Regions from separate parts of the Mus musculus genome. Here regions 1, 2, 3, 4, 5 and 6 are each linked to region 7. A link is a contact called in public ChIA-PET and promoter capture Hi-C data. All regions are on one chromosome and are shown on one strand. The core of a region is the stretch at or near the end of the contact, and the rest is flanking DNA. Distances in the headings are between cores, read along the strand shown.

Region 1 (3,301 bases), core at 48-2,547, 370 kb before region 7:
CTCCAGAGCAGAAAGTCGCACTTGCTGCTTATAAAAATGTAAAGGATGGAAGGTGAGATCAGTTTGGACCAGATAGAGTTAGTCCAAACAAGAGTTCCGATAACCTCAGCAGGGAGGCTGAGGTGGGGGGATCATGGGTTAAAGGCAGCCTGGGCTACAAGACTCTGAAAGGAAAAGGGGGAGGGGGTCCTAGCACTCAGGAGGTGAAGACAGTCGAAGTTAAGCATTGCAGACACAAATGGATGTCTAAACACAAACAAAAAATAAAAAGTTATTAAAAGGTTGTCGAGACAGTTTAAGGAAAAGGTACGAATTCCTTGCTGAGCAAACAAGATGAATGTGGTAAAGAATAAAGTTTTAAGATTTTGGCCATTAACAACAACAACATTTAAGATTGGATCATTCTTGCGATCCCTTGTCCTGTTCATTCCATTCGAATCCCGTTGGATTATTTCTTCACAGAATGAAACTAAGCTTGTCATTGGGTTGGGAGGCGCTGATTCGGACGCTTAGGTTTTCTGCCCAGGATTACGGAAAGTAGCAAGTGAGGCTGGAGTAGGCGGCGAGAACTCAGAGGGAGTTGGTAGGCAGATGGAGGGTAGGTGTTATGACAAATTAAAAGGGACTAAACTTCGCTATGAAACCCAGGCTAGCCAAGAACCCAAAGCAATCCTCCTGCCGCAGCCTCCCTAGTACTGGAATTTCAGGCCGGGTGTTGTGCAATGCTGGGGACTGAACCAACTGAGAGACGTGCGCAGCCAGGAGGAGCGTTTTGGATGCAGAACTCCCGCCTCAGCATCTCACCTGCGCCTGGATGTAGAGAGACACACAGCCGAGCGACAGGCGGTAGGGGCGCAGCAACGACAGGCACCTGACCAGATGCTCCTCGCCGGCAGACAGTTCCTCCGTGTCGATGTGGTTCACACCAAGGTGGAACTCGACCACCGCGAGGCGCAGCGCCCGCTGCGCTCCGGGGCCCTCAGCCTCCCGGGGCTCACCCGCGCCCAAGGCCTGGTCGCCCGGCCCATCGTCAGCAGCCGGCTCGTCCTCGTCCTCGGGCGCCGGGCCCAGCAGCGCGCGCACCTCCTCCAACAGCGCGCGCGCGCCGTACTTGGACTTGTACGGCTCCTTCTCCGGGTTCTTGTGCAGCTCCACCCGCGACAGGGCCAGCGCTGCCTGGAACTTCTCGCGGATCTCTGGCCCCGGAGCGTTCGCCATCGCGGCCTGAGCTGACGGCCGCCTCCCCGTCCGTGGACCAGCAGCCACTGGAGGCCTCCGCGTTGCGACACTTCATTTACGACGTGTCGTGACTGTGGAGCGCCGACCAATGAAGTCGGTAGAGGGGAGCGCTAGACGCTCGGCAGCAGCCAATGGGAGGATGTTCTGGTCGCCACAACAGCCGTCGTCAAGGAAACGAAGCTGTCAGGGAATACAGAGCCTTCCGCTGCTACCCTTGAGCAGTATGGCTTCTCCTGCTTCATCCCAAAATGTAGTTTATACAAAAATGTTCAGAATCAGAATGATTCTTAGGGGTAAGGTACTAGCCTATCGTAAAGTCAATCCCTAGCTTAAATGAAATTTAACACTAACATCTTTCGATAACTGCTCAAGTTCATAGGCAAGAATCTTTCACCACTAATGTATTACGCTATCACAGTTAAAAATTATAGTTGTAGGAAACTACAACCCAGGTACCCAGGTCTCAGGGATCAAATTCAGATCCTCAGGCTCAGCCTCCGCAGCCTTTACTTACTAGAGCCACCTCACACCACCACCGCCCAGTCCCTGAAAATTCTATAAAGGCTCTGAGCTAGGCATGGTGCCAATTATCTGCAGGCTGACACAGGGGCCAGTGTTGATATGTATTGTAATGCTAAATTCTGTAGCCTATGATTAAATTCTCATGCTTACCAGCTTTTGTTGTACAAACTTTATTCCTTAATTTAAAACTTAATTTGGTTAAATAAAAATGGCTACAGCTAGCCGGGCGTGGTGGCGCACGCCTTTAATCCCAGCACTCGGGAGGCAGAGGCAGGCGGATTTCTGAGTTCGAGGCCAGCCTGGTCTACAAAGTGAGCTCCAGGACAGCCAGGGCTATACAGAGAAACCCTGTCTCGAAAAACCAAAAAAAAAAAAAAAAAAAAAAAATGGCTACAGCTGCCGGGCGTGGTGGCACACGCTTTTAATCCCAGCACTGGGGAGGCAGAAGCAGGCGGATTTCTGAGTACAAGGCTAGCCTGGTCTACAAAGTTCAGGACAGCCAGGGCTACACAGAAATCCTGTCTCGAAATAACAAAAACAAACAACAAAGGCTACAGCTAATAACTGCAGGGATCAGAGGTAGGTGGGTTTCCTTGTTGAGCATTGGAGAGAGTAGAACAAGAGCCAGGAGAGATGGACCATGAGCACACGGCAGGAGAAACAGCAATTACTTGGGGGAACACTGCTGGGAAAGAAGCCAGGTCAGCAGTTGGAAAAATAGATTAGAGATTATCCCCCAGTAATTGTCAAAGCCAAATAAAATAACCATAGTGTGAGTCTCACTTATTTGTAAGCTGGTCAGGGATAAGCTCAGAATTGGTTGTGCTACAAGTCTACATAGTTCCAAGACAGCCAGAGATACACAGTGAGATCTGTCTTGAAAACATTTATTAAATGTAAAATTATTTTAAGTCTTAAAATGTATGTACATACATATTGAAAGGTAAACATAGGATGTTAGGGGAAGAGAGCAATTCACAAAACTTGAATGGATGATTCAAGAAATGAACCTGTAGAAAATGGCCCACTGAAGGGCTGGGGGGATGGCAGTGACTGCTCTTCCAAGAGGTCCTGAGTTCAAACCCCAGCAACCACACGGTGGCTCACAACCATCTGTAATGGGGGATCCGATGCCCTCTTCTGGTGTGTCTGAAGACAGTGAAGGTATGTTAACATAGGATTGCGTTCATTTTTATGACAATTTAGCCAAGGCTAACTCCCCGTTATAACCTGATCTGCTTTAATGCAGTATACACAAAAGGCAAGCCAAGCTACTAGATTTACAGACCTAGCAGTCACTGCTATAAAATAAAAGCCACCAAGAACTAAATATAAAGCATCGGTATCTTTATTATGGCATAATGCAGTACTTTATACAGCAATTCATTTTAATGTAAAAACATTTTATGTACAGTTTCAGGAAAACATACATAGACAGCTGGAACATAAAAACAGGCTGTAATTTCAAAGTCCAGATTTATTTGATAAAGTGGAAAATATTTTCTCTGTAGAAAATAGTAAAAATGATAACATTTCCCAA
Region 2 (2,999 bases), core at 169-2,668, 340 kb before region 7:
AAGAAAGAGAGAGAGAGAGAGAGCGAGCAAGCAAACTTTGGGTGTCCTCATAACAGCAACAACAGGTTTCTTTTCCCTCCAAAATTTCTATATGGTAAAACACTCAAGAAATGTGTACTTCAATGTGGATTCTCGTAGACACTATATGAAACAAAACTACCAAAAAAATTCATATATCATTTGCGTCTGTGAAACTTTATTTGGACTTTATTTAAATGTGCAACTTTTCATATGGAAAATTTGTACCGATTATTAGCCACCTACTAGATAGACTCTAGTAGTGTTCCAGGCAGTAAAGACTAAATCATAATGGACTAAATTCTCAAATCATGGCCTAAGGTAGCGATTCTCAACTTTTCAAATAGTTCATATTGTAGTGACCCCCAACCAGAAAATTATCCCGTTGTTACTTTAATTTTTGCTACCGTTATGAATCATAATATAAACATCTGCAGATTATCTGTCAGGCTGAGAACCGCTGGGCTAAGGGCTAGAGCTACAGTGGGACAGCACCTGCCAACACGTGAGCTGCCCAAGGTTTGGTCCTGGTACCACAAAAACCATCTTAAAAATACTGTATCGTGGACAATCTCTCCGCCCCATGAACATGTTATCTACTACATATATGAAAAACAGTAAGTCGAGTTCGGAATATAAACGCGTAGCTAGGTCCCTCCCTCCTGACTTCAGCATCAGGCAGCTGAACACGCGGATGTGAACGCTGTGCGCCCAGTGATTTCCACCTAATTCAAATACTACTGCTGCTCCTTTAAAAGGCTCCTACCTTCAAAGTCAACAGAGACAGCAAAAAAAAAACTCAATTAAGTCGTACAACATAGGAGTTCCGGGATAATTTCCGAACCCTCCTACTTTGATAGATACTGTCACAAGTTTAATATTTTTATGCAAGGAATTAAGAAGAGACAAGGCGATTTAACAGTGCTCACACAGATCCTTCTATATAATAGGGTGATCACTTAGCCAACCACGTTTTCTGTTTTGGGTTTTCTTTTTTTTTTCTTTTCTTTTCTTTTTTAAAGAGGGAACTGTGTCTGTGTGTCACAGCAGATGCCGACCATGTGCGCAAGTTTCAGACTTTGCCGTCTTCGGCTCTGGTCCGCACTGTGACGCGATCGGCAATCCCTTCCGCACTCCCAAGCCTGACCAGCCGACACGGCGTGTCAGAGGGCCGGCCACGAGCTCCCGGCCCGGCCCAGTTCGGGGACACCCCCCTCCCCCCAGGCTCACCTTCTCGCTTGGCTTCGGCAGCGTCTCCATGCTCTCCTCGGCCCCGTCTGAGCCCAACTTGGCCCCACTGCGGAGTTTTCCCGGCATTATTCAGCAGCAGCTTCTCAGGCCTACCGGCTTCCTCAACCGCGTGCTAGGAGAGAGGGCGACAGAGAAAGCGGACCGCCCCTCAGCCGGGCCTATTCGTCACTTCCGCAGCGGAGTGCATCCGGCGGAAGTAGCGTGTACCGGCAAGGCTGCGGTTCGCGCGGCTTTGGGTGAGACCCGTGTGTGCGGCGTGGAGGTGCTCTGCGCGGTCTAACGACAGCGGGATCGCCACGGCTAGACTTGGAGAACGGCCTTGAATCTTACCCTGCTGCCTCCGCTTGCCGAGTCTGGGATTACCAGCTGGCAACATTTTCCCATGAAAAGCTGCGATGTGTACGCTACCTGTGGAAAACGGCTGGGTGGTGACAGATAAACCCAGGTGCTTTGGTGAGCACCGGAATTCAGGGACCGGCGAGATACCACAGTTCTGGTGACCTGAATTTGTGATCCCTGGAAAACAGAACCAGCTGTGCAGTTTTATCGTGCACGCGCTCAGTGGCACCCAGGACACGCATATGCGTGCTGCACAATATGAACAATTTAAAAGAACCAGAATAGGCAGGGCATATGGGGTGCACGCCGCTAATCTCAGCACCCAGGAGCCAGAGGTAGATGGATCTCTATCGAGTCCAGCGTGGTGCACATAGTTCAAGGCTAGCCCGACACATGATGAGATTGTCTCAACAGCTCTCTCCCCGACCCCAAGTAACAACAAAAAATACCCACAATTCACAAGTCTGGCCCTTTATTCATGTGTGCACTTTATAAACTTCCGGGTATTCTTGTATGACGGACAGGGTTCGTTTTTTTGTGTTTTGTTTTTCGAGACAGGGTTTCTCTGTGTAGCCCTGGCTATCCTGGAACTCACTTTGTAGATCAGGCTGGCCTCGAACTCAGAAATCCGCCTGCCTCTGCTTCCAGAGTGGACAGACAGGATTCTAATAACATCCAAGCCCTGCTTGTCCTCAAGCACTACAGACCAAAGTTTCTCAAGGGGGTCGACACTCCGTTGGGGTTCAACGACCCTTTTACCAGTGGTCATATATCAAATATTTACATTAAGATTCAATAGCAAAATTACAGTTTTGAAGTAGCAATTTTTTTTTTCAGAGCTGAGGACTGAACCCAGAGCCTTGCGCTTGCTAGGCAAACGCTCTACAGCTGAGCTAAATCCTCAACAACTAAAATTAATTCATTTTATGGTTGGGGATCACCACAACGTAAGAGGCATTAAAGGGCTACAGCATTAGGAAGACTGAGAACCACTGTTATAGACTAATGTAAGAGATGGACAGTTATCACTGGGTTTGAGGGCACACTCAGCCCCTTGACAGGGCCTTGAGACTAGGAATGGATTCCCAAAGATGCCTAAGTTGGAGAGTTTACTACTACCATTGGATAAGGGAAAGAGGCCAATTGAATGATCAGTGACAATGCTCGTTTTGAGTCAGGCTTTCACTGTACACCCGTGACTGCCCTTGAACTCAGAGATCTGCCTATGCTGGGATTAAATATTTGCACGACCACACTGGTAATACGTTTTAGAACTTCTTCTGAAGAACCAGTGATTCGGGGACTTGGGAGACAGTTTATCACAGTAGTTTGAAAAATGAAAGTGAAACCGATTCTCTTCTTTATGTGAGTTCTGGGTATCGAACTCAATT
Region 3 (3,138 bases), core at 394-2,893, 390 kb after region 7:
CACACACACAAATAAAATCTGTGTAGCCCTACAAAAGCAGCTCAGGGTTCCATGCCCAGGACAAAGAAATACAACTTCATGAAATGCATCAAATAGAAATTACTTCTAAATATCACTGAGATAAAAATCAATCCCTGGCTGTGTTCTCACTGCCCCAACCAGAGAAAGTCTCTTTCCGTAGCCCTTTCAAGTAGCAATCTACCTGCTTCAGCCACTGGGTGTTAGTAAATGTATGATTTAAAGAACACGAAGCATACTTTATGCGACTTGTTTCCCCTTTAATACCTGACATCAAGGGTCATTTCCTATTTCAGTCCCTAACACGTTTTGTTGTTTTTTAATTCATGGCACCATTATACGAGCCACAAACATCTACAAGGGCACTGACAGACTCTGATAAATTCTGTACAAAGCTTTTCAGGAAGACGATAAGTGGCATTATTACAAAAACAAAACAAAAAAGTAACCCAAACGTTTGGCGTCAATAGGGCAAAACCAAGCAGGTTTGTTTCAGGTTTGTTAATCTAAAAATGTTGCGAGCATGATTTTGAAAGGAAAAGAAAACTTACGAAAGTACAGTACAACTATAACTCCTCTATATCGAAGTGATAAATGCAATCGCAGAAAAGCAACATTTTTAGGAATAGCCATTTCCTTACATTTTTTAGACTGTGTCTCAAGAAATAGCTTTGGTGTATTAAAATTTCTAACTTCAAAAAAAGACATAGGTCTATCCAAAAAAGAAAAAAAAAAAAAAAAGCAACACAGGTGTCAGTTTGCAAAACGAAATCGCATGTCGATCCACGGGACAGCCCCAAAGTCGCAAAGCAAAGTGTGCAGTGAGGAAAACTATAACTTCACTAAAGGCGCATCGGGAGGGAAACCAAACCGAGGGAGGGAAAACTTCACTCTAACGCCAAACTGCGAGAACCGCGGTCCCGGCGACTGCGCGCAGCAGCGCAAGGCGGCCCAGGCGAGCGGCGAGTCCGCGCGCGGCTCCGCAGCAGGGCCGGCGAGCTCGGCGGCGCGCGGCCGAGCCAGGGCCGAGCTGCGCCGCTGCCGCCGCCGCCGCCGCGGAGCCCGCGGAGCTCTCGGGGCCCTGGGCAACCTGGGACCGGGTCACAGGCGGGGACGCGGAGGGACGCGGCTGCGCGGCAGCGCGCGCGGACTCACCTCGGTAGCCGATCGCTGCCGCCGCCGCTGCCGCCGCCGCCTCGTCCTCCTCCTCGCCCTCGTCGTCGTCGAAGTCGTCAGCCGCCCTCGGCTCCCGCCGCAGGCCGGACCCATTGTCTCCGTCCCCGGCCACGGCCGTCGCCGGGGCCTCCCGCTCCGCGCTCGCCGCCGCCCCTGCCGCCTCCCGCCACAGCGCCGCCGGGGCCGCGGCGCTCGCCGCCTCACACCCCGCGGCCGCCGGCGCCACTGCTGCGCTCGGCTCGCCCGGGCTGCGCCCGAGGCCAGGCCCGTCTCGGCGGGGCCTCTTGCGGAGCGGCTCGTCCGCCGGCTGCGACGCGGCCTCCATGGCGGCCGCCGCGGAAGGGGAGCCGGCGGCCTGAAGGGCGAGCGCCACCTCGTCCGCCATCTTCCAACTGCCTCTCTGGCCCTCCGCCCTCGCCTCCTCTGCTCCGCTCGACGCGCGGCACTGGCGCCCCCGCGGCTCGGCTGCGGGAGATTTAAACCCCGTCACGTGACCCGCCCCTCCCCGCCCCCGCGCCTCTCCCGCCACCCACGCGGGCCGGACCACAACACGCCGGGTCACGTGGCCGGGCGCCGCCCGCGGCCTGGGCCCTTCCCGGCCCCACCCAGGGCGGCTCGGCTCCCCTCAGCGGCCTCTGGCGCCTCCCGCCCGCCCGACCCGTTCGCTCGCTCGCTCGCTCGCTCGCTTGCTCGTCCGGGATCGCCGCGGTGGTTCAAGTTTGCGATGGCGCCGCCACTTCCCACCTGGGCCTCACGCGTGCACCTTGCCTGCCTGCGCCTCTTCGCCTCAAGTCGGCTTTTACCTCAGGGGCTCTGGAGAGCCCAACCTGGCCGACGCCGGCCTTCCTGAGGAGAACTCCTCCACCTGCCTTGCCCTTGCTCTGTGACAGCTCTTCCTCAGGTTACCCCTGTGGTCTCTCCTCAGGAAGTTTGCGCTCTCTCCCAATCTCCCTTCTCAAGTGCAATGGAATGCCCAAGCCAGCCCTCGGGGCCTGTTGCCCTCCTGGAAAGATCTGGCGATTGAGGACCCGCCCTATCTGCTCTCTGGACCCACCAGGTCCTCTGTACCTCGCTTTAGTCTTTGGTAAAATTCATCTCTTGGGGCAGCAAGAGAGAGGACAGAAGGGAGAGTGGTTGGTTCTCCACAAACTTCTGTGTTAAGAGTCAGATTGGGCCTGGGCTCTTGTGACTTGGGCGATTGACTGAACCTTTTCTAAGCCCAGTTTTTAATCATCTCTAAAATGACAGGGCCAGGACCGAAAGAGACTGTAGCTCAGTTGTAAAGTCACGCTTGCCAGACAACCCCGAAGCCCTAGAGAGAGGGAGGAAGGAGGGTAAGTTGAAGGTAATCTCCAACTACTTAGGAAGTTCAAAAAAGGCCTGGAATACATAAGACCTCGTCTCAAAAACGAAATTTAAAACGATAGACCATGAGAAATCAGCTAGTCAGGTTTAAAGTAAATGACATTAGTTTTAAAATCCTAGGCAGTTGATGGTGGCACAGGCCTTTAATCCCAGCAAGCTGGAGGAGACAGGAGGAGGTTCACTAGGACAGCCAAGGCTACACAAAGAAACCCTGTCTCGAAAAAATAATCTTACTTCTAGAATTGTAGAAATGGCTCTGTAGTTAACAGCACTTGTTGCTCCTGCAGAGGCCCTAGGTTTGACTCCCATCATCCACATGACAGCTCATACCTTCAGATCTGACACCTGCTTTTGGTAAACACAGACATGTATGGAGCCAAAAGACCCAAACACATAAAAATCCTCTTTGTTGTTGTTTTATGAGTTAGGGTTTCTCTGTGTAGCCCTGGCTGTCCAGGAACTCTGTAGATCAGGCTGTCCTTGAACTCAGAGGCCACCTGCCTCTGCTTCTTGAACTGCTGGGATTAAAGATGTACACCAGCAAGCCCAGCATAAAAATACATATTTAAATAATTTTTT
Region 4 (2,888 bases), core at 115-2,614, 440 kb after region 7:
ATTTTAGACACTTGGAAAAGTATCTTTCTAATTGACCAAATCTTAAAAACTTGCTTCACATTTTCTTCTGTCTCTTAAAAAAATAGGTTAAAAAAAAAACTATCCAAGTAACAGAGGTACAATAAATTAGTAACAGTTTTACACTAAATTGTCAAAACTGACTTCCGATTAGCTAATAGGAAAAAAAAAAATCACCATGTCAATACTCAAACTCCACCGAGGCACATAGGACCTCACAGAGACTGTGAGAGCACACACAGGCCTGTCCGTGTTCAAGCCAGATGAGGTCCCAGCACTGAGAGGGGAAGTAGAGATGGCCTCCCATCCCTAACCAACAAGCCATCTTCAGTTGATATCATCAAGGAAAAAGTAGTTCTCTGTAGCGGGGTCTCACTGGGTATATTAGGCACACTTAAGGGTGGGCTCCGTGCCCAGCAGGAAACGGGTAACACAGAACAAACTCAATGGTATTTTTTAAAAAAGATTTATTTATTTATTATATGTAAGTACACTGTAGCTGTATTCAGACACACCAGAAGAGGGCATCAGATCTCATTATGGATGGTTATGAGCCACCATGTGGTTGCTGACAATGGTATTTTTTAAAGCCTTTTTGTTTTATATTGCATAAAAAAAAATTACTGGCCTTCTGCTGGTATGTTATGGTTTCCCAGTTTGTGTTTTTAATTTTTTTTAAAGATTAATTCATTCATTTTATATATGTGAGTACACTGTAGCTGTCTTCAGACACATCAGAAGAGGGAGGGCATCAGATCCCATTACAGATGGTTGTGAGCCACCATGTGGTTGCTGGGAATTGAACTCAGGACCTTTGGAAGAGTAGTCAGTGCTCTTAACCGCTGAGCCATGTCTCCAGCCCGTGTTTTTAATTTTATAGATTTTGTTTGCATGTGTTTCTTCCATTATTTTTCTCTAAATTCTTTTATTTTAGTTTTTAAAATTTGTTTTCTAACGAGAGAAGGGGGAAAAAAAAAGGCGAGATGTTGGGTGAGTGAAGGAGAGGGGAGGATCTGGGAGGAGTTGGGACCGGGGAACCATAATCAGAATATATATTGTATGAAACAAATTTTTTCAATGAAAGCAAAAAGTAAAGAGCAAACCAAACCAAACCAAAACAACATCAACGACAAACAATAGCATCACCAGCAGCAGCAGCAGCAGCAGCAGCAGCAGCAGCAGCAGCAGCAGCAGCAGCAGCAGCAACAACAACAACAACAACAACAACAACAACAACAAAACACAACAGCAACAAAAAACCCAACAGCAACAACAAACCCCAAACTACAGATCCCAGCAGCCCCGCATGGCAGGCTCGATCCTGGGCAAACAGCCAATGAGAAGCTGTGTTTGCAAAGGGCTGGCTTGACGTCTGGGTGCTCGCTGGTTTGGAAAGTCCTGCTGAAATGTAAAGAGCTTTGCTGTCGCCCCGGAGCTCACAGTGTCGGTGGCGTCGGAGAGGACTGACTCATCCGCTGTAAATGGACGCGATACTGAACTACAGGCCGGAGGGCAGCGAGGACTACTACGCCTTGCTGGGATGCGATGAGCTCTCCTCGGTAAGCAGGGTTGCAGGTTCTCACCAGGTCGCCTTTGAGATCAGCCACGTCTCCTGGAACTCCAACCTCGTACCATTTGGAAGGAGTTTCGGCTCGGAGAAAGTGAAGGATTAAAATGCTTGCTGGTTAATTTGAGGAAAGGACTCCGAACTTCAAAGTATTAGCTGGGAGAGGGACCACATACAGTTTTTATTTATTTAGAGCAGCGGTTCTCAACCTGTGGGTTGCTACGGACTTGGGGTCGCATATCAGATATCCTGCACATCAAATATTTTTAATTACAATTCATAAACGCAGCAAAATTACAGTTATGAAGTAGCAACGAAATAATTTTATGGTTGGGGGTTACCGCAACGTGAGGAACTGTACTAAAGAGTCGCAGCATTAGGAAGGTTGAGAGCCACTGCCTAAGTAAAGGCTGCGATTTAGAGCTCAGGAGGCGGGGCCCCCTGTCTGTAGTCTCCTCGTTCAGAGAAAGTCTCATGGATTTTATAGTACCATTATAACCTCAAATGGTATTAAATACCATTATAATTTCAAATCAAATCAAGTTAGATGTCATATCTGGTGGGAGATTTTTCTTTTAAAGAAAGTAATGCTTCCCTTAGACATCATATACTTGAGACAAATGTGTTATTCTTTTTTTTTTCGAGACAGGGTTTGTCTGTATAGCCCTGGCTGTTCTGGAACTCACTTTATAGACCAGGCTGGCCTCGAACTCAGGAATCCGCCTGCCTCTGCCTCCCGAGTGCTGGGATTAAAGGCGTGAGCCACCACGCCCAGCCAAATGTGTTATTCTTTTAAAGACTTATTATTTTTGTTTTATGTGCATGCATGCATGCCTGTATGTATATATGTATGTGCATTTGGGTTCTATTTGGCTGAGTAGGGATACTTACTCTGTCATATAGCCTGCATTACTTTTTTGTTTGTTTTGTTTTGTTTTTGTTTTTGAGACAGAGTTGGCTTGGAACTCACCATCTCAGCATGTAGATCAAGTTGGCCATGGTTCACAGACATAACTTGCCTCTGCCTCATAGGTGATGGGATTAAAGGCATGTGCCACCATGCTTAGCCACAAAGCCAATTTTTTTTTAAACATCGATAGTTATAATTAGTTTAAAGAAATATCCTACTACACATACATTTTTATTTAAAAATTATGTTTTATTCGTTGAACCTTTGTATGTTGGGTTGGACCAGATCTTTGGTTCAAGAGTCACTTAAGACACCAAGATGGATGACCTGTGTACTGTAATTCTAAGGGCCGATCCCCCAAATAAAACAAACAAAACCAACCCCCCAAAACTA
Region 5 (3,154 bases), core at 72-2,571, 440 kb before region 7:
TGTCATTTCGACCGGAAGTAAGAACGCTACAGCTAGGAGTCACTTCGAAGAAACTCCAGGACACGTATGTCGCTGTGACTCAACATTTCCTTTATGTTTTTCAACCATAAACTCGGCAACTTATTTATCAGGCCATGACCTTCTGCCTCATTTAGACATAGTTCCCTAAATATTAAGGCGAATAAAGTGTGCTTCTTTGTAGTTGTTGTTTGTTTGTTTGTTCTACAAACATTCCATCTTCTTAGAAAAAGTTTGAGGTTGAGTCAGCATGACTGAACAGCTGTAAAAGACAGTCAAATTTACAGACAGGTTTTCAAACGAAAACCTGTTTTCTGGACGAGAGCACAAATGCTAACACTCCTCAGGCTGTTTCTAAAATATTGTTTTAGAGTTAGCATTTTGCCTAGCCAAAATTGAATGTTTGGTAAGAGCCGAGCTTAAGAAGAAAGTAAAAATAGCTACATTTACCCCAATTAAAAAAAAAAAAAAAAAAAAAGCCGGGCAGTGGTGGCGCACACCTTTAATCCCAGCACTTGGGAAACAGAGGCAGGTGGATTTCGGAGTTCGAGGCCAGCCTGGTCTACAGAGTGAGTTCCAGGACAGCCAGGGCTACACAGAGAAACCCTGTCTCAGAAAATCACACACACACAAAAGCCTCTTTCATTGTTAAAATAACAGCGCCATCAGATTCCGTTCTTTGGAACCCAGCATGGAGACATACACCTGTTATCCCAGCACTCGGGAAGTAGAAGTTCCAGGTCCTCTTCAGCTGTATAGCAAGTTGAAGACCATCTTACGCTACATGAGACCTTATATCAAAATGGAGTTCATGCAGACAACTCAGTGATAGGATGCTATTCTAGAAAATTCCATGATGCCACCATCTCAGTAGATCAGTTGGGTAATTTTCCATTTATTTCTTGAATGCTTTAAATGAATAAACCACACATCTTTACCCAAAAAAATAAGAACACTTTTCAGTCATCCTGACAGGTTTTAAGGCCACCACTTACCTTAGAGTTTAATTAATTATTATTATTTTTTAGACCAAACTCAAGTAAACTCACACGAGGTTGTTGAGGCACCTGAAATCCTTCCTTACCTCCCCTCCCACAATAGGACACCCTGCACCTTCAGATGAAGACAATTACTTGTGCATATGCTGATGCCTTCAGAGCAGAGAATTAAAGATCCTGGGTCTCTTACCTTGCACTGAAGATCCCCAAACCAGGACGAAGGCGAGAGCCAGGACAAGCCTGCTGCCGACGGGAACCTGCATCCTGACCAGCTCGGCTCCACTCAGCCTCTGGATTAGCAAATGTAGCAGGGTGCTCTTTCTGTCCCTTTTAGAAAGAGGTTCCAAAACCTCAGACCCTGCCCAAGAACACACGTCACAGTTTCCTGAACAAATAGAAAGAGATCCACATCAACACCCAGAAAGAAGAAGAAAGTTGAAAAAAACAACAACTGTTCATACCCATGATGAAACTCCACCGGACTCCCCCTAGGCGTTTGCTGTGTGGTTATTATTTTTTCTTTTTCCAAAAAGCTCTGCCATCTGTCATTTGCATGTTTAAAAAAAAAGTTTTCCCCATCAAAAAGTCGAATCAGCACTTTCTTCCCCCTCCCTTCCTTCAGGTAACAATCTAAACAGACAGGAGGACTCAGCTGTTCCAGAACTGAGCTCGGCTCATCCACAGCGCACATCAAAGAGAAGCTGGGCGCGCACAGAGTCAGGCACAAGCAGGGAACATTCCGAGCCGAGCTGGGTTCTCAGCCCCCAGGATGAGCGGTCTCCGTTAACGTCCAGAGTCTGCTAGAATTCCTGGCTTTCCCTCTAGCTCACAAACAGGTGAGGAATATATATATATATAAAATCAGCTGCTCCCCAGGGATTGAGACCATGCATGTTTGCATCTTTTTTTCCTGTTTTTTTTTGTTTGTTTGTTTGTTTACTTCGAAAAAAAATTTTTCTTTCTGGTCTTGAGTAAGGCAAAAATCAGGAACAAGGAGGGCAGGTCCCCCCCTCAGAGGGCCGTGGAATGTGAAAACAGAGACACAGATGCTGCCGTTCATAAAGGACTAGCCGTTCCCTGGCCTCGAAGATTGCGGGGCTTTGGGGGTGCGGGTGCGGGAATGGCCACTCTGTGCTAGCCTCACAGTAAGGGTGGTTTTACGCTGTATCTGTAGCGAGACAGCTTTCTCTGCCTTTGCTCTGAGGGCTCAACCATTCTCCACTTCAGGGTGTCCGTTCCTCGGCTGCTCAGATGCCTGCCCCTTGGCCATCCTTTGATGGGTGGGAGGAGTTTCCTTCCCCTTGTTCTGGGCTTCCTGCTGATTCCTTAAGGTTTCCTGATAAGGACAGACTTTAGAATCTCATAGCTCAGGAGCCCTGATAGAGAAAATGAAGCCCTCCTTAGAAACTTCTCCTCAGAAGCCCCCTCAGAGCCTGGAAACCCTCAACTGTAGCAACCGAGGCGCACAGAGACCCAGCGCACACCGTGTGGAGTTTTAGTATCTGTTGGGATTTCTCTCCTCTGCCTTTGGTCCCTTTTCATGATAAGCTTCAATTAAAGCCCTGATAACAAAACGAAAGATCATGTTAACAGCTTCAGGAAGTTTCTCACGACACCTTCAAGGCAATTAGAAGTAGAGATGGATAATTTAGTCACCTTCACACAACCTACAATCACGTGGGAAGGGAGTCTCAGGGACGGAGATAGCCCGGATCAGGATGGCTATGGACAGGCCTAAGGGGGATTGTCTTGGTTATTTGGTGTGGGAAGATCCAGCCCATAGTAGGCAGCGTGATGCCCTCCCTGGTTTAGGGATCCGGATGGCAGCAAGCTGAGAGAAAACCAGCAATCATTTGTTCCTCTCTGCTTTGGATTGTGCAATCAGCTGCTTCAAGTTCAAGCCGCCTTGACTTCCTTGCAATGATGCACTGTTCTCGTAACCTGGAAGCGTGAGCTAAAATGTGACCCTGAGCCCTTTCTTCCCTAAGCTGCCTTTTGTAGGGTAGTTTATCACAGTGACAGAAACAAAACCCAAACAACCAAAACTAGTACCTGAAAGTGATCACTGGGAGATTTTTCTCACTCGGGGACTTTTTTTTTTTTTTTTTGCTGCTGCTGAGTCATGGGGATTTTTTTTT
Region 6 (3,189 bases), core at 554-3,053, 300 kb before region 7:
GGAAACTATTTCAAGATTTTATATATATATATATATATATATATATATATATATATATATATATATATATATATATATAAGCTAACTTTACAAGGAGCACATAAAACTGCCAATCACAAGATAACAGTAGAACAAGCCTTCGAAGGCAAATGAGGTAATGTTTTTATCTCATACTATACAAGTATGGTTAGAAAGAAACATTACCTAGACCATGTCAGAAGCAGGATTTAGGTATGCAAGGTTATTCAAGACAAACTAAATTAAATATAAAACTAAAATAACGGCTTGAGGTTACATTTATAGTCTACCCTAGAAGCCTACAGTAGTAAAATTCAAAGGGGCAAAGAGCTTTGGCTTGGGAAGATGAAAAGGTTCTAGAGATCACGGTGGTCGTGACAGCACAATTCTATTATAATGACATCAAGTCACACGCTTAAAATGGTATAAAAAAAATAAACCTTGAGCCATGGTCGAATTTAAACCCCAGCACTGAAAAATGGAACTCTCAAATGTAAATTCCAAATTTAGTACGTTCTACAAAAACAGAAAAACGAGAGTTGGGAATAGAGCTCAACGCTGGGCATTTGTCGGGCATAGTGGTGGCCTCACTTCAATGCCCACTGGGAAGGTGACATAAAAGGGTGGCTAGAATTTAAAATTTACCTTCGTGGTAGGTCCTAGGGGGTGTTTCCTCATCTCTAGCACTCTACAGAGTAAATATTTTATCAAGTGTCATCTTTCCCACAGTCATTTTCATCCTCATTCAGCTTTCTTTCTCCAGGTCAAATGTCTCCAGTAAAAATTTTACCTCTGCATTTTTTCTTAACACCATAAGATCCTCTATTTTTCGGGTTCTTTCTTTCTTTCTTTCTTTCTTTCTTTCTTTCTTTCTTTCTTAATGTCTTGGACGGAGGTGGGGATAGAACCTCTACAGGCTCCTGGTGGGCAGGGACTATTCTGCATACTTAATTAGTTTTATCTCCTCGGTCCTCAGCTAAGAGTCTGGCACGATTAGCCTCAATAAAAACCACAGTGGATTGAAAATACTGACAGTAAGGGCTATTCGTAATACAACCCCCACGAACTCCATCACAGCCAACCCCTGGCAAGCCTGGCTTTGACACTGTTCCTTAAGCCTCTATTACCCAATCATGGAGGATTGTAACCCCCTAGGATAGCTTTTCCCGAGACTGCTGCAGACACGACACCGCGACCGGGAGGCAACACATAGGCAAAGCCATCATCATCTCTGTCTCAACTCTTCGAAGGCCCCGGAAAACCAAATGAAGGGACTCGCCGCCTAAGAAAGGGAACACGAGCAGATTCCACGGCGATGGGAGCTCAAGTCTGCCCATCTCTCGGGAGAGATCCGGGCGCAGAGGCCGACGTGGGGCTGAAGTACCACGGAAGCCGGGCCGTTCTCCTCCAGGTCCGGGAGTGCGGCGATGGGGAATGGTCCCTGGGACCTCGGAGGGCTGAGCTCGGCGAAGGGGAAGCTGTCCCTCGGAAACTCGCCCCCGGTCCTGACAGGTCTTTCCCCTTCCTAGACAGCTCCCCTCCCCGCCCAGGCCAGCGCAGCCCGAGGGAGGCGCGGCCCAGCCGCAGCACACCTTTTGCCGCTCCTTCCTCTGGCTCTCGGACTCTTCCAAGGGTGCCTCGAGCTCCATTATGTCTCCCCAGAGGAGTTTCCCGGGCATTACTGGCCGTCGCAACCTCCCGCCCGGCTGCGGTGGCCGCGACCACCTACGGCCACCGAGAGCGTGAAAGGAAGCGGGGGCTGGGCGGCCCCGCCGGCCAGGACCGTGCGTCACTTCCGGGCCACGCACCTCGCGGCGGGAGCAAAGCAAGCCGGAACTCTACAGGAGGAAACTCTCCCAGAGAGTCGCAGCCTCCCTCGGCCAATGAAAACCTGAGTGGCCCCGATGGGCCCGCCCACGGTCTGAAGTGACAGGCTTCTCCAGAGCACGGGCCAATCTCCAGGAAGGACGCTCGCCTCCCCTGGCGCGGCACGCAGAATTCCAAGTGTTCCCCTCCCCCCGCTCGGAACGCCTCCCTTCCCAGCATGCCCTGCAACGCTCGCGCAGCCCCCTCGCAGGCGGCGGGGAGCGAGGGGCTGACGCGCGACGCAGCGGCTCGTGGGCAAGCACGAGCTGAGGCCGGCGGGAGCGCCACGCGCCGTACAGCCATTCGCCGCCGGAAACTGCAGCCCTCCGCCCCGCCCCCGCCCCGCCCCGCCCCCCGCAGTGGGTGGAGCGTTAGCCTGTAACGGTACCTGGGCATTGACGTCGAGGCTTCCCGGGGTCAGCAGAATCTGCAGGGGTCTGAAGCCGAGGGGCCGCCTCAAGGATATTAGCTCCTTATGCAGGCGTTAAGTTATGGCTTCACTTTTAGTTCTCACGTATCCCAGAAGAAACCAAACCCACCCGAGAAGCGAATTTATTTGTCCAAACTCAGTAGCGCTTGTAAGACTTGAAAAGTGATCGGAATCCGCGATGGGCACAGCGCTCTCACAGCTGTAATTTCCCAGAGTTGCAAGGCGAATGCTCGCTCCTATGAAACAGAATAGGGAAAAATCTAAAGGATAAGAAAAGCAAGTCCAATGTGTCTGACAGATGACCTGCTTGTAATACGTACATTTAATCTTAAGGTTCAGGATTAACTGCCTCTGAGGTACAAATTTATATGAAAGATATCAGTGTCAGCGAATTGACTTCTTGGTCTTTATGTATATTCACAAAGATTGGGCTCGATCCCCTGTACCTCACAGACCAGGCAAGCCTACTACCAATTGAACAACAATCCCAGTCCTCAAACCTTGTTTATCATGTTCTCTTTATTCAGTCAATCAGCTATTACATTCCTGAGGGAAGATGACACCAAACCTAGATGTAGGTACAGGGCATTCTTGCAAACTACATAATGTCTAGTGTAGCAGTCTTGTAATCTGAGCCTCAAACACAGGCCTTAAAAAAATTACAGCTACACGTCCTGAGTTCTATGATTAGACTTAAATAACCGGGACCACAATATTTTAAATTTGTGATAGCTTCCAGAATTCTATGAAAATAAGGACTGGCTTAACATCAATGACTTTGTCTGAATGTAGTCTTATGGATTCAGTTTTATAACACCAGGTGTGTTCAAGGAATGATGGTGAAAAAGGCTTTTCCCACAAGTTGGATGAATAGT
Region 7 (2,933 bases), core at 134-2,633:
ATAAAATTACTGTTGTATTTGAAAGGAGATTGTCAACAAATGAAGAAAGTCCCAGGTCTTGTTCAAATGCTATTACCATGAACTTTGATTATCATGCCACTGCGTTTCCCAGAGGCAGTTATGATAAAGATTAAATATCTTTGCCCTTAAAAGGAGAGTAGCATTGTAGATGCTTGTCTAAAATAACTTGGTATGTACTAGGAAATGTAAATGGACCATCAATTTAGATGAAGCAATGTTTCTGAGGTATTATGTCAAGATATAAGTTCTTCCATGTAATGTAATTTTAGTGTGTCATAGTCCGAAGCGTAAATATAAACCACATTTTGATTGTTACATTTTAAAAAGGTTGTTTAGAATATAAGAATTCTGATCATTGTGTTTAGAACACTTTTTGTTGTAAGCATGACCCATGGAGTAGAAGCATCAAGCCTTCTCTAGAGGTAGTTATTTGTAGAACTGATGTGATTTTTAAAACATTAAAATTAAGCTGCAAATGTTATTTCTGCATTTTTTCATGTATATAAATATTTCTTGTCACATCTTGGAAAAAATTGGATGAATTAGTTTCATTTTTATAATCTTTACTTTAAAAATAAAAATGTATCATGTGATTTGTAAATGTACCAGGAGTGGGGATAAGTCTGTTTATAAAACTCTTTTGTATATTTTAATTTCTGGACTACATTGTAGCTAATTATTCCATTCAATCTTAAGGTAATTTAAATCTATAAAATAAATATCGCAATTATATTATCAATAAAGAGAACTGAAGATATTTTCTAAAATAAGAAATTGCCTTCTATGTCTGTTATAGAATCCATATGATATTAAAAGTAATTTTTTATCCTTGTTTTGATGGCTTGGTTTTTTTTGTTTGTTTGTTTGTTTTTTTGAGACAGGGTTTCTCTGTGTAGCCCTGGCTGTCCTGGAACTCACTCTGTAGACCAAGGCTGGCCTCGAACTCAGAAATCCGCCTGCCTCTGCCTCTGAAGTGTTTGGATTAAAGGCGCGCGCCACCACGCCCGGCTTAGATTTACTTTTTAAAAAATTTATTTTGTTTGTGTGTGTGTTTGTGAGTACTATGCACTATGTGCATGAGGATGCCTTTCCAGGCCAGAGGGTGGGAGGCATCAGATCCCTGCAACAAGACAGGTTCGTAGTGGAAATTCAGCTGCATCTCCCGCTCTCCTGCTCTGAAAAGCCCGAGACGGGGGATTGCTATGAGACGCGTGCAGTTGCGCGGCAGCCCAGCAGGTTCATGCAGGCATCCGGTCCTGGAGTGGAGACGGCGGAAAAGCGCCTCCGGTCCGGCGCTGTGCTTCCCGGCGCGGAGAGCGCGGGAGCCGCTGGCGCGCGGGGCGCCTGCTGCGCATGCGCAGCGAGCTGGCGCTTCTCTAGCGCCGCGAGTTACGGCTGCCCGCTCTCCCGGCGGGCTTCGGCAGGAATGGAGCCGCTGGACGAGCTGGACCTGCTGCTGCTGGAAGAGGACGGCGGAGCGGAGGCCGTGCCGCGGGTGGAGCTGTGAGCCTGCGGGAGGGCGGCGGGCGCGAGCGGGACCTGCGCGGTTTTCCCGGGTGTTAGCTGGAGGGTGATCGTCGGCCAGTCTTAATTGGGACCTGAGCTTGCTGGTGTAGCCCGCTGCTTTTTCACACGTCAGCCCACCCCTGTCATTGATACTTTGGATTTGATTTTGTCTTATTTGCATGTGCGGAAGACCCGCTTGTGGCGGTCGGAGGAGCACCCGTGCTAGTTATTTTCTTTCACGTGGGACGTCGGGGTCAAACTCCGGGCTGAAGGCTTGCCAGGAATCGCCTTTAGTCAGACGACCCAGTGTTCGTTCGTTCTTTCTTTCTTTCTTTCTTTCTTTCTTTCTTTCTTTCTTTCTTTCTTTCTCTCTCTCTCTCTCTCTCTCTCTCTCTCTCTCTCTCTCTCTCTCTCTCTTTCTTTCTCTTTTTTGGTTTTTTGAGACAGGGTTTCTCTGTGTAGCCCTGGCTGTCCTTGAACTCACTTTGTAGACCAGGCTGGCCTCGAACTCAGAAATCCGCCGGCCTCTGCCTCCGGAGTGCTGGGATCAAAGGCGTGCGCCACCACGCCCGGCTTTTATTTATTTTTAAATTTACTTAAGTGTACATATGCAAGTGCCTGAGTTTAGAGGCATCTCCTGGCGCTCGTGCCATCCCTTCAATATATCTTTTAAGAGCTCCTGGAGGTGTTACACCCGGTATACAGTAGGTCCAAGCCCTCTAATGCCATAAAGATTAGTATGATTGGCAGCTCCTGGCAGCAATTGCAGTGAACCTTTCATGCTGCTTCCCGCGTCCCTCTTTTTTCCTTCAAGCAGTAGTTGGGCGGACCAGGTACAGCAAGCAGGTGCTGTGCCACTGAACATTGTCATGCCCAGCACAGCAGGTGCTATGCCACTGAACTTTGGCATGCCCAGTATATCAGTTATCTGGAAAATGGACAGGACTAGCTCTCTTTAGTTGTACTTCCTAATTGCTTTCGACTGTGGTAGAAGCCCTTTTTGGTATTTTCCAGTTTTTGAGGTAGCCCAGGCTAGCCTCGAGCTGAGATGTGTAGCCAGCCCAGGACGGCTTTGACCTTCTGATCTCTGATCCTCTTTTTTTCCACTTCCCAAGTGTTTGTTTTGTTGCTGTTGTTTTATACAGGGTCTCATTTTGTAGACCAGGCTAACCTTGTGTGGTTAGGAGGTAGGAGTGGGCCCTGGAGGCCCAAGAAAAAGCCACACAGGCTGATTAATGTCTAGTCCAGGTATTGGTGAGAGTTGGCCAAACTGGTGGGCATTCTCCTGTTTGTAGACTGACCCTAACCCGTACCCCTCCCCAGTTCTAACCATTACTGCCTTCTAGTTTGAATACTGATCAGAATATATGTAACCATGTATCAAGTACAAAGGCAGAAACTTACAA

What was found. Promoter capture Hi-C pulls out the DNA fragments that hold promoters and counts their contacts. ChIA-PET counts read pairs in DNA pulled down with a chosen protein or histone mark. Capture Hi-C pulls out chosen DNA fragments and counts their contacts.
Region 1: an RNA polymerase II ChIA-PET map of memory CD8 T cells shows a contact between it and region 7, with 15 read pairs. The contact joins the promoter of Kifbp here to the promoter of Dna2 in region 7. A contact is called at or near these places in 10 of 39 promoter capture datasets (the 3T3-L1 cell line, cranial neural crest, embryonic stem cells and 6 more), 4 of 115 datasets of contacts at active chromatin or transcription factors (the NIH/3T3 cell line, astrocytes, memory CD8 T cells and 1 more) and 2 of 9 other capture datasets (adipose tissue and pancreatic islet).
Region 2: a contact with region 7 is called in a promoter capture Hi-C map of liver, with 2.7 times the contacts expected there. The contact joins the promoter of Ddx21 here to the promoter of Dna2 in region 7. A contact is called at or near these places in 5 of 39 promoter capture datasets (the 3T3-L1 cell line, cranial neural crest, liver and 2 more), 1 of 484 Hi-C or Micro-C datasets (erythroblasts), 3 of 115 datasets of contacts at active chromatin or transcription factors (astrocytes, embryonic limb bud and microglia) and 1 of 9 other capture datasets (adipose tissue).
Region 3: a promoter capture Hi-C map of liver shows a contact between it and region 7, with 2.9 times the contacts expected there. The contact joins the promoter of Sirt1 here to the promoter of Dna2 in region 7. A contact is called at or near these places in 10 of 39 promoter capture datasets (the C10 cell line, cranial neural crest, frontonasal cranial neural crest and 6 more), 1 of 484 Hi-C or Micro-C datasets (embryonic stem cells), 3 of 115 datasets of contacts at active chromatin or transcription factors (effector CD8 T cells, large pre-B cells and memory CD8 T cells) and 2 of 9 other capture datasets (adipose tissue and liver).
Region 4: a contact with region 7 is called in a promoter capture Hi-C map of liver. The contact joins the promoter of Dnajc12 here to the promoter of Dna2 in region 7. A contact is called at or near these places in 11 of 39 promoter capture datasets (the 3T3-L1 cell line, the C10 cell line, the HPC-7 cell line and 6 more), 1 of 484 Hi-C or Micro-C datasets (embryonic stem cells), 7 of 115 datasets of contacts at active chromatin or transcription factors (embryonic stem cells, large pre-B cells, pro-B cells and 3 more) and 3 of 9 other capture datasets (adipose tissue, liver and pancreatic islet).
Region 5: a contact with region 7 is called in an RNA polymerase II ChIA-PET map of memory CD8 T cells, with 30 read pairs. The contact joins the promoter of Srgn here to the promoter of Dna2 in region 7. A contact is called at or near these places in 1 of 39 promoter capture datasets (cranial neural crest), 3 of 115 datasets of contacts at active chromatin or transcription factors (astrocytes, effector CD8 T cells and memory CD8 T cells) and 1 of 9 other capture datasets (macrophages).
Region 6: a promoter capture Hi-C map of adipose tissue shows a contact between it and region 7. The contact joins the promoter of Ddx50 here to the promoter of Dna2 in region 7. A contact is called at or near these places in 2 of 39 promoter capture datasets (cranial neural crest and liver), 3 of 115 datasets of contacts at active chromatin or transcription factors (astrocytes, embryonic hindbrain and memory CD8 T cells) and 3 of 9 other capture datasets (adipose tissue, macrophages and pancreatic islet).

The regions. Positions count from the first base shown.
Region 1 is chr10:62,577,160-62,580,460 of GRCm38.p6, forward strand. It overlaps Kifbp (kinesin family binding protein), which reads right to left and starts at 1,298. Exons shown (of 7, transcript NM_028197.2): 1 at 805-1,298. The coding sequence starts at 1,218. It overlaps Ddx21 (DExD box helicase 21), which reads right to left. Exons shown (of 15, transcript NM_019553.2): 15 at 3,088-3,301.
Region 2 is chr10:62,600,880-62,603,878 of GRCm38.p6, forward strand. It overlaps Ddx21 (DExD box helicase 21), which reads right to left and starts at 1,419. Exons shown (of 15, transcript NM_019553.2): 1 at 1,249-1,419. The coding sequence starts at 1,335.
Region 3 is chr10:63,337,392-63,340,529 of GRCm38.p6, forward strand. It overlaps Sirt1 (sirtuin 1), which reads right to left and starts at 1,644. Exons shown (of 9, transcript NM_019812.3): 1 at 1,174-1,644. The coding sequence starts at 1,579. RefSeq lists a promoter at 1,580-2,208.
Region 4 is chr10:63,385,199-63,388,086 of GRCm38.p6, forward strand. Dnajc12 (DnaJ heat shock protein family (Hsp40) member C12) reads left to right here and starts at 1,365. Exons shown (of 5, transcript NM_013888.3): 1 at 1,365-1,577. The coding sequence starts at 1,500.
Region 5 is chr10:62,506,436-62,509,589 of GRCm38.p6, forward strand. Srgn (serglycin) reads right to left here and starts at 1,322. Exons shown (of 3, transcript NM_011157.3): 1 at 1,207-1,322. The coding sequence starts at 1,279. It overlaps Gm51804 (a long non-coding RNA gene), which reads left to right and starts at 1,369. Exons shown (of 3, transcript XR_003949006.1): 1 at 1,369-1,519; 2 at 1,639-1,852.
Region 6 is chr10:62,649,415-62,652,603 of GRCm38.p6, forward strand. Ddx50 (DExD box helicase 50) reads right to left here and starts at 1,804. Exons shown (of 15, transcript NM_053183.3): 1 at 1,611-1,804. The coding sequence starts at 1,697.
Region 7 is chr10:62,945,646-62,948,578 of GRCm38.p6, forward strand. Dna2 (DNA replication helicase/nuclease 2) reads left to right here and starts at 1,384. Exons shown (of 21, transcript NM_177372.3): 1 at 1,384-1,524. The coding sequence starts at 1,448. Slc25a16 (solute carrier family 25 (mitochondrial carrier, Graves disease autoantigen), member 16) reads left to right here. Exons shown (of 9, transcript NM_175194.2): 9 at 1-849.